Regions from separate parts of the Dromaius novaehollandiae genome. Here region 2 is linked to region 1. The links are chromatin contacts, called in public Hi-C maps. All regions are on one chromosome and are shown on one strand. Each heading gives the region's core, a stretch centred on a gene start, on an enhancer-like site or on the middle of the called end of the contact. The rest is flanking DNA. Distances are from core to core; before and after follow the strand shown.

Region 1 (5,302 bases), core at 1,118-3,617:
AGGATAAAAGATAATCTCTCAAAGCCACGGCTAACATTAAAGACACAGAATTGCAATAATACTGTAGTAATGTTTACAGAATTAAGCTTTTTATGCTTAGCAAGCACACAGAAAGCAGCTTCAAGTAACTAGGTATTTAAAAAAAAACCCACCAAGTAGATAAAGTAACATGAAAAAGATGTACATAGTAATATACAAATATAAGAAAAGCACAACTGTCTGGGTTATTCAAAGCAAGTCAAGAATAACCTACCTTTTTTACTTGAATATTTATATTGTCTACCTAGATATGAAAATAATATAGTGCCCCTCACCTGATCCTATAAGAAATTCAGGCGTACAGTTTTATTTTGGTTTTGCTTTTTAAAAATCAATATAATAAGTGGATCTAAACAGTCAAGGTTTTAACGTGACCTCAGGCAGACCTCGGCACAGTTTTCTGCTTTGAATACTCCAAGCTATCTTTACATGCAATCAACTTTTAGAAGATACTATACATAGCAGACTCAAAACTTGTTATCGTGGACTTCGTAAAATATAGGTCTATACAAAATAAGATGCAACTGGATAAACAGCAAGTTTTGTGATTCACTTTTAACTGAATAGAGAGACTGAAATGAAACACTATTTCAAAACTGAAAGTGTTGAAGATTTTTGTTAAAATATATATAAACTCCAGGAACTGAGTTTCACTGACAAAAGCTTGTTGAAAATATGTTAGTTCATGTAAAAGCAAAACTTAGAAGCCAATCTAGTGTGATACTCTGCAGATTAAGCAATTCCAATGCAAAACACCTGATCTGGAAGCACAGCTGCAACTATTCAAATAGGGAATGGGCATTTCACACTCTTCAGTCTCACCTCACCTCAAACTGAAGGAATAAGAGCATGCTATCCTCCCTCTAAACTGTAATACGCCCCATGGGATGATCAACGTAAAAACAATTTCTAGGTAAAATTAACATGGTGTCAAGAGAACGGGAGCAGGACTACACAAGCAAAGATACCATCTCAAAACCAAAACTATCAGACCCAGAAAACTAAGAAACAAAGCAATACAAACAACCTTAACTGTTCTCCAATTACATAATATAGCAACACAAGTGCACTTAAGCCATTTTACACATTGTAGGCACAAAATAAGCTTATTTTTGAGAATCAAGCTTTGTGGGTGATGGCAGAGGGTGAGGACTATATCTTAAATAACAATAACCATCAAATCACAGTTTCTTCCCGTACATTTCATCTTTCTTTGTGGTGAAACAATTAAACCTAGACATTTTCTATATTAATTTTTCATACAATAGTCTTATTCTATCAAATTACATACATGTAAAAGACAGCTATCCCCTTAGAAAGGCTTCTACAAAACAGCAAGTCTAGAAATTCAATTGCAAAGAATAAATGCATACTTCAAAGAGAAGAAAAAAGTATTTAGGCCTTACCTCAAGCTCCCAGCCTTCTCCAGCGACGTAAACTATCATTCAAGGATGCATGGTGCCAGTGTCCACGTTCCATTTGCGCAGGAGAACTGTTGGGTCATCACCTATAAAGCCCCTACGCTAAACTGCAGGTAAGCAGGAGGTCAGGTACCATACTCGGTAAGCAAGTCTGAACTGAGAAGATACAGACATTTTTCATACAGTCCTGACATTACTTCCAGCATGTGCTGCTGCCAAAAGTTTAGCTAAAGGACAAATGTAAGCACACCTGAGCTTCCAGAAGTTACCTGCTTTACTTGAGGTCTCCACATTCAAAATACGCCTGCCTCAACTAAAACCCTCCTCCTTGCCTCAGAGCAGACTCCCCCTTTCACAGCTGAGCCACATAAACCCTCCTGGGCCAGCCTGCCCGGTGTCACATCCACCAGGCCAGAAAGGGTCTGCTTAGTGACGTGGGACTTATTCCTTAGAGTATCACAAGAAATCTTCAAATACCAAATGCAAATGTACTCCTGTCAGGCCAAAGGCAGGAAAAAAACTCATTTGCAAGCACATGTCAGGTCTTAGGGACCTGGTGGAGGGAGACAGATGCGACTGAGGAGGACCAGCGTGGCAGAGGGAGGCCAGTGTGCCCTTCGACGTGGTGGGAGGGGGGCTGCAGTCGGGAAGGGGCTCTCCGGGGCCACAGCCACCTGCCCTCCCTCGTGGCTTGTCTGGCTCCTCCAGCCGTGGAGCAGACCGCCACGGAAAACGCTCTGCCGTGGCCCCTGTCCCTTTTCGTCGTGGAAGAGGGCCGCCACAGCAGACAGCAGCTGAAGGACTCCTTCCCTTTTAATCTCATTTTGGCACCGGCTCAGTAGCCTGGCCCAGGGCGGGCAGGGGCCACTCCCCGTCACACCAGCCGCGGCCGCCAGGGGCGTGCAGGGGCCCTGGCCGCGTGGCGTGTGCGGAGCCGCCGGCGGGGAGTAACGGCCGCGGCTGGGGGGAGTAACGGCCGCGGCTGGGGGGAGTAACGGTTGCGCGGGGGCAGGGGCGCGCCGTGGCTGCGCCTGCAAGAGCCAGACAAGGGACGCCAAGGGCAGGCGGTGTGGGAGGCTCGGGAGAGGAGAGAGCCCGCAGCAGCGCAATAAAACCGAGCAACCCCGCTGGGGACCGTGCGATAACAAAAGGGTCTTTCCCCCACCTCCCGCTACCCCAAGGAAAAGCCCCCTGGCCCCACCCCGGCACCAGCAGGGCAGCGCTGCAGTGGGGCTGGGTCTAACAGAGATGTGCAGGAGCCAGCGGGGAAGAGAGGAGTAAGGGTAGGAGACACCTATTCAAAGAAATAAAATTCTCTTAAGCCCTAGGAAATACACTGTAATTGTCTGGGAAGACAGACTGAGGTAGAAGTTGCCCAGAAAAAGAGTGAGCATTAGCAGCAACCCTTATGGCCCTGGCCAGACTCCCCTACCTCCTGCACAGCCTTCCCTGCCACAGCTGTGCCTGAAACTTAACCCAAAGCTCCCTGATCTCCCTGAAGAGTTAAATGAGCTAATTTGTCCACATTTTTAAAGAAATACATATTCAAACCAGCTAGTTAATTGTTTATTCTTTTAACATTATTTCCTTTTAGGCAAGACCAGGTAGTTTTCCTCTACAACCAAAAAAAGCTAAGAGTACTCCCTGATGTAGGGTTCTGCAGTTGTACCAAAAATGTTAATACTGTTATTGCATTTGTTTTGTAAAGGTATCTTCTAGAAATTTACATTGCTTGCAAATGCCACATGTTAAGGTTTATACACACACAAAACACAGCTTGAAATATCTGAGTTCAGTTTCTACAACCAGTTTCCAGTGTCTCAGATTCTATTCTAAATAGGGATTAAAATAACACTTGAGGATAGCTAAGACATTCCCTCCCCCCCCCTTTAAGAGGTCGGTAGATCCAGCCTCTACACATGGTGGAGCATGTTACCAATTACAGTTCCTACCAGTGTGAAGCTACACTTAAAGTTTTAAACTATAATCACTACTGAGTAATTTGAAAGCCACAAAGGAGTTAAATGGTAAGGAGAACGTGCGTGTCTAAAATGAGGCCAGTGAGTTACTTCAGGTTTTGTATTTCAGCCCTGTCTTGGATACCCCAGCCTGGCAAGGAGCTGAGAGCATATAAACAACAGTGGAAGGAGCTGTTGAAAAGCTGGATGCTTTTAAGTAGATCAGTTTAGCCGACGCACAGCCACAACTTCCATAAGGCAGTTAAAAAGAAGAGAAGATGCTCCCAGCAGTTGCAAAGCCATAACCAAGACCTGACCAACTGGAGCGTGCAATAGTATAACAAATGGGCCAGTAGCTACATCCCGTAGGCTCTGTATTGCTCAGGATAGGTATTGCTGTAATTTTTGAAAGGGAGAAACATTCTCAAAGTCGCAACAAGAATCAATCATAGCTGTGCAGTTCTATCTAGCATTCAAATTCCTTCAGAGTGTATTTATGATAGACTTCAAGACAAATTCTTGGGAACAGGTTAACAAAAACAGTGCCACTTTAATATTATGGAGCAGGCTTCATCCCCAGGCACACCTGATAGTGCTGAAACTTCAGCTGAGAGGTTTTAATGATGAAATAGCATCTGGCATGTGCCAGTTGGATTAAAGAGAAACAAAGCTGCTAATCTTGACCTTTTCCTTGTTTGTTTCCCCCATACACCCCATTTTTACTACACAGAGGTTGTCTGGCTCAGTCATGACAGAAAATCTAACATTCTGGCTTGTGCAGAAAAAGGTGATGACCCACTAGCCAATTAAATCCAAACATGAAAACAATTTGAAGTTCAATAGCTAGATTCCCCTGGCACCAGAACAAGAGAGCTAAGCACATCAACAGTTACATCAAATCGCCTAAAAAGCACTCCACTACAAGAAAAGTATTTATCGTGTATATATCTTGCTTACCAGCTTATGTAAAAAAAAAAGGGGGGGGGGGGAAGAGAGAGAGAGAGAGAGAGAGAGAGAGAGAGAGAGAGAGAGAGAGAGAGAGAGAGAGAGAGAGAGAGAGAGAGAGAGAGAGAGAGAGAGAGAGAGAGAGAGAGAGAGAGAGAGAGAGAACCACCCCAATTCACAGTATGTATGCTTACCTAATCCAGGATCTAGGGAAGAAGAAATGGGTAAAAAGTTATTTATCAGAGAATGATGACCCATGAAAGTACATTTAAACAAAGTATAATGTACTTTAAAAAGCCAGTATGCATTGTAAGCATCTCTTTTATTTGTTGTAATATAAAGAAGCATACATCATTCAGTTCTTTTAAGTACAACTCAAATTGTACACTAACAAAAAAGATCAATCCAGACATCCATGAACCTGTCACAAAAGGATTCATTACATTTTGCTCTGCTGGTATTGCACTTGGAATAGATTTGAAGTAAGGCACAGTAAAAACAAAGTCACTTAGTGCTTCTACAGCAGATGTCTTTTTTAAACACATGCTACATGACGTAAAAGTACTTCTTCTAGCTTATGTATATACACACACAGGGAAAAAGAAAAAAGCATGCACTAGAGAATTTAGATTTCAACATATCTTGTTGCTTCATAATATACAAATAAAGTAGTTTAAAGATGTAAACAAATTGCATGCACATAAACTAGAGCAAAATCTTTAATACAGTATCTGAAAGCTATTATGCTTAAATAAAAAAATATAACTTATTAGTACTCAGGTTTATGTGCCATTTTTGTCCTGTGGAGATTAAAAGTTTGGGGGAGGATTTTTTTCTGGTTTTGCCTTTTTTATTATTATTATTTTTTTTTTGCTTTACATTGGCAGCAGTACACTGGTAGGAAAGACAAATATGGCTTTTGCAAAACAACAGAATGAC
Region 2 (5,302 bases), core at 1,340-3,839, 200 kb before region 1:
TCGCGCTGCGGCGAGGCCGCCTGCCGCTCCTGCACGCCTGCGCCAAGTGCGCACTCAGGTACTAACTCACGGTAGAGGCAGCGGACGGTTGTAGGAGGAGAGCATTTTCAAACACACCCCGAGTTTTGAAAAAATGTGAACAGCAGGAAAAATCAAAGCTAAGAGACAGAAAGCACTTCTTTCTCTTTTCTTCTGATGACAGCGCATGAATGAACGATTTTGAGCAACACTGACTGCTGGAAACACAACCGCTCTCGAAACGCTTCCCGAGGTGGGAGCGCAGCCTTTGCCGGGCTCACAGCCCAGAGCTGCAGCCTCTGTCTAGATAGACCCTGACAAAATGACTGCAGAAGGGAGCACTGAGATCTCAAAAGTTATCGTGTACTCTGCTGTATAGTGGAGTATAGCTACTATTCCAAAAGCTGTGTAATTTAAGCATCAGTTCAACATGCTCAGTGAGAAAGTAGCAAGTCTAGTTCACCCAGAGACTCTGTTCTGATGCTGCATAAAGCTGTTGCACATTGTAAATTTTGATCCAAAGTTTTTTTCCCCCATCAATATTATGTACATGGTGGTATTCATGAAGATTTTAAGCAGGAAGCATGCCCGCGTGCTCAGCAACATCAAGCGACTGCTAGCAGAACTGATCCTCATCTACACATTATCGAAGCTCTGTGTATTTGTAGAGAAATGCTGCTCTTGGTAGCTACAAGAGTTTCCTACTCAACTTTAATCCAATATCACTAAGACCCAAATATAGAAAATAATATTACCTTCTAGGTTTCCTGCTGTTACAAAATGTGCAAAATATTCTTTATACTACAGTAAGACTCATTTATCTTTAAAAGTGGTTAGGTAAGAAAGACACTCAAGCACCCCGTCATTCAGAAATGACAGGGTACAGGATACACTAGGCACCCCTTTTTCAACAGCACTGAACATAAAATAGGAAACCCAGACAGGTTTTTTTTTCATGCTGACTGAGCAGAGTTGAAAAATGAAAGTTGACACAAGATTTATAGCTTTTTCTTGTTTATCTTAACGCTCTCTGGAGCAGGTTACCTTGTTAGGAAAACGCAGCGGAGACGAAATCCACGTTCCACTGTACTGGATGCAACAGCTCGAGCTTGGCACCAGCTCCGCCTGGATCAGCACCAAAGAAACGGCCTGTGTTTCCTCGGCTCACATGTCACGGTCTGCGCGCTTGGCAGCAACGCCGTGGTTGCCCCTTGCGTGGGGATAAGGTCTGCGAGAGCTTTCCCTCCACGGCTGCCCACCCGGGAGCTCACACGCCTGGGGCGTGCGGTGCTCAGCATCCGGCATCCGCTCCCTCTTGTGGCAGGCTGCTTGTGCGGTCCAGCGCCCATCCGTTCGCTAACGCCAGATGTGTTTTACATCACTCTGCTTACATTGTTTTAGAAACAGATGCTCATCATCACTAATTTAGGTCAGAAGGGACTTCTGGAGGGATTTCATCTAGTCTGGCCACCTGGTCCATGGGGAGCTAACTGCAAAGTCGGATCAGGTTGCTCAGGCCCTTGCCCGGCGGAGGTCTCCATGTCTCCAGCAAAAGAGATTACCCAGGCTCTCCAGGCCCCTGTTCCAGCACTTGCTCACTCCCATCGTGAGCTTTTCTTTATATCCAACTGGAACCTGCCTTGCTGCAACCTGTGACTGTTGCTCTCGTCCTTTTGCTGATCTGCTCTAAGAAGAGTCTTTCAGATCTGACTTGCGGAAAACAAGCCGCAGAGGTAAGCACCTTCCTACAGAGCTAGTGTTGACTCCTTGACTGTTTCTAACCCAATTAAGATCTACCTCATTACTAAACTTGCTAGATTTTAAACAGGACGTACCATGCCTTTGATATGCTCAAAAGGTAAAGGTCACCCTCTCGAGTCTACAAGGATTTCCTGCTCCTTTTGTGGAGTCAGCATTTTGAAATAGGTAAAGAAATACACGCAAAAACATCATCCTGGAGCTGCACAAGAAATAAGGGCTGCTGATCATCATTTTTGTTTTGTTTCAAGGTTTTGGCAAAGCGCAGTCAGGCAGCGGCTCTCTTGCAGAAGGGCACGATGCTTTTGCTTGGGGTTCCTCTGCGGAGAAATAAACAAGTCTCACACGATCAGAATATCCACAAAGCCATTGCGCAAGTCACAGCCCAATGAGAACATTTCTCTGTCATCAGTCCATGAGTTGTCAGCATCTGGAGAACTTCAGCCGAAACCCCCACATCCTTGGGAATTCTGCTGCACATCCCTAAATCCATGAACTTCACTTATAAACATTTGCCATCAACCCAAGTAGACTGAAGCACCCAAAATGATACGCATTTAATATGTATAAGCTCATTTCAGGCCAGGTCCATTTTTATGCCTATGACATGAAACTGTCTCCCTGATTTAGCTTATGGCAGCAAATAACAGGCTTAAATTCATTTTCCCACCTTAACTTCCCATTTAAGTTTCATCTCTGGGCTGATTTCTGCCTAAAACTGTGTTTCCACATGCCTCCAGGAAAACTAAGCTCAACAAGTGTTTGTTCAAAAACAACTTTTGCTGAGCCACTGAGCTCCTGCTCTGACTTTTAACAGCTCACCTCTTCGAAGATTCAAAACATCATCGATTTTTAATGCTGCTAGATGCCAAGTTCTTCCTCTGGCTCGCAGTCAGGTTTCCTCCACTCTTTTACTCCAGTAGCCCTCGATGAGCCTTACTGGCTGTTTGCATTTAATACTCCATATAAATTTGGCGTTTGTGATGTACATCTTTCCTGCAGACTCCATCTGGCAGGACTGGTTTTCAGTAAATATCCTGAGAGTGATCTTTATTTTCCAGAACGTATTTACACAGCTGCCACAATAATAGCTGTCCCTCTGTTTATATCGTGTTATATTCATCAGACGTATTTCAGAGTAAACCAAGAAGGTATAAAGTAACCGCAGCTCTTAGTCATACAGCTGCTGTCAGGACACAGAGGGATGACATGATGTGTTGAGACTACTTTTCATGCTAGAAAAACTTGGTCCAGCGCCAGAGCAACTTCACTAATTTCAACAAGGTAATTGATACTTAGGTGTCCAAATTTCTAGTGTTTATGCTACCAGCACAGATTTAACTGCAGTGTTACTATCGCCGGGGATGTAGAACCTTGCAAATGCAGATGCCTGCTTTAGCAGCTGTTTTTAATTGAAATTTGATTTCTCCGCAAAATCCTTGTACTCCACCAGCTCACGGCATCATCTTCCCTGCATACAGGCACTCCAGCCCTTGGCACAAATACATTGCTGTGTTTGGATCAGCTTTAAAATCTCACAGCAGTGAAATGACATAGGGAGAAGTCAGGTTAACATAGTACTATAAATGCTGCTTAATAACGTATCTGAACTGCACCTTCCGAGTAAAGATTGCAACCTCCTAGGCTGCTAGTTGGCATGTTTTGAGCACAGGCACCAGTGTTTTAATTAGAAACTGTTACAACATGCTAGGATGAGGAAATCCCAAGGTATCAAGATTTCTGTTTGCATAGATATAACAATACTGGCACTCTTAACTATTGCTAATTAAGTTCCAGCTGTTTCTTCTACTGATCTCAGTATTATTTTCAGGTCCTAAAGTGGAGTGGATTCACATTTGGAAGGGGATGAAGGTGGGAGGTTGGTTGCTTTAATCCATTTAGTTCACTATGGTTGCAACATATTTCTCAGGTAAGACTTCACAAGAAATATTAATCTAAGCTTGGGAAAGCCAAACAGATTATGAGCCAGGTTGATAAAAAAGCTCTTTCCCTGTTACTCCATCTTGGTTTGGTGGATGGCGGAAGCTGCCATGGTTTTGTGACCCTTCTTCAACCAGCCTCAGTCCAAACAGTTCAGCTGATGCCAAATCCTCCTGGGATACGAACATACAGACGCTCTCACCGACACTTATTACCAAATGCAAAAGGAACAAAAAGGAGGACAAAGATGAATGTTTCTCACCACAGAGGCTGATTTTATCTTCTCCAGTTCTGAAAAGAGAAGAGTCATCACGAAGCACCTTAACATGTCACAGGAGCTCCGCAGTCAGGGGACACACAGCTGTGGCTGGGAGTTTCCTACAGCTCAGAGTGAACAGTGCCACAGGGAGGGCTGACACCGTGTAAGGGTGACGCAAACGAGGACGACACTGGCACCTGCCAGTAACCTCTGTCAACAACTTTTGACACAAATACCAAAGTCGTCATGGGTTCTCCAGGCTAAATACTGTACTTCCACAGAAGTGAATTCTGCAACGTGCTGGAAGGAAAGACCGAGCAAGCAGCTGCTGGAAAAAAAGTTGCAGTGAGCTGCTCTACAAAGAGCAGAATTATGCTCATTTAAAAAAATTACTATATGAGAAATTACTGTATTACAAAATTACTGTATTAGAAGTGATAATGACCAAATACTGAAGCAAACTGAACAAAGCATCTGGTCTGGTCTCCCTGCTTTCTGTTTGTTTAGCTATACAAATGGCCTACAGAACTATTAGGCCTTACATTTTTCTTTTTTTGATCTAAGAAAAATGAAAGTTCTTTCCTGTGACTTTTGTTTTTAATCACAGAGCACATCATTTACACTGTATATATATGTGTGTGTGTATATGTGTGTGTGTATATATTATATATATATATATATATTTATAAAATATAAAAAGCATATAAAGGAGTTGCCACAAGGTGGCAGGAGCTTCCCAATTAAAAACTGGATCTATTGACACATGCCAGCTCCGCAAGGAGGTATGTGCAAAGATACACCAGGCTGAAAACACACTCCTCAGCTCCACAGGGCTTTTTGTGTTTCTGTAAATCAGCTTCCTGGTGAGCAATAAACAAATAAATGAACAAACAAAAATACTTACATCATAAAATCACAGCAGTTCATTTCTCCTTGACCTGCCACCGCATTTCTGGCGGGGAGAGGATCAAGCAGGAGTTGCACAGCTCCTTGCAAGACAGGGGTTTCGGGGCGTGACCAGGGTTGCACCATCGCAGGTGTCTTCTAGGCTGCGTGACCCTTGCTCACCTCAGTTCAGATCACTGGTTTTCAAGACCACAGGCCATTTCTGTGAGGCAGCATGCAAACTAGCTTGCTTTGGACCTTTTTCTCACATAAGAAGAAGAAGAAAAAAACCGAACAACACTTTGGAGGAAAAAAAAGGCATTAGAAGAGGTGACAAAAGCTTTGTGGACATCAGAGGAAGTTATTGGCTATTCAGTTTGACACCTAAAGACAGCTGCAGAAACACTTCAAGAAGAGCATTTAGAAAAATCTTTTGCTGGT

Evidence for each region. A called contact is a pair of places that touch in the nucleus more often than the background predicts.
Region 2: a contact with region 1 is called in a Hi-C map of liver, with 5 times the contacts expected there. The contact joins the promoter of LOC112984320 here to the enhancer-like site in region 1. A contact is called at or near these places in 2 of 4 Hi-C or Micro-C datasets (brain and liver).

What each region holds. Positions count from the first base shown.
Region 1 is chr13:4,998,611-5,003,912 of bDroNov1.hap1, reverse strand. No RefSeq gene overlaps it. Among named protein-coding and RNA genes, the nearest start is that of ESRP2, 49 kb to the right of the region's middle. Within about 2 kb of position 2,367, at least 2 of the 2 cell types and tissues checked have open chromatin away from gene starts, as enhancers often do.
Region 2 is chr13:5,197,493-5,202,794 of bDroNov1.hap1, reverse strand. It overlaps LOC112984320 (dipeptidase 2-like), which reads right to left and starts at 2,589. Exons shown (of 12, transcript XM_026102116.2): 1 at 1,063-2,589.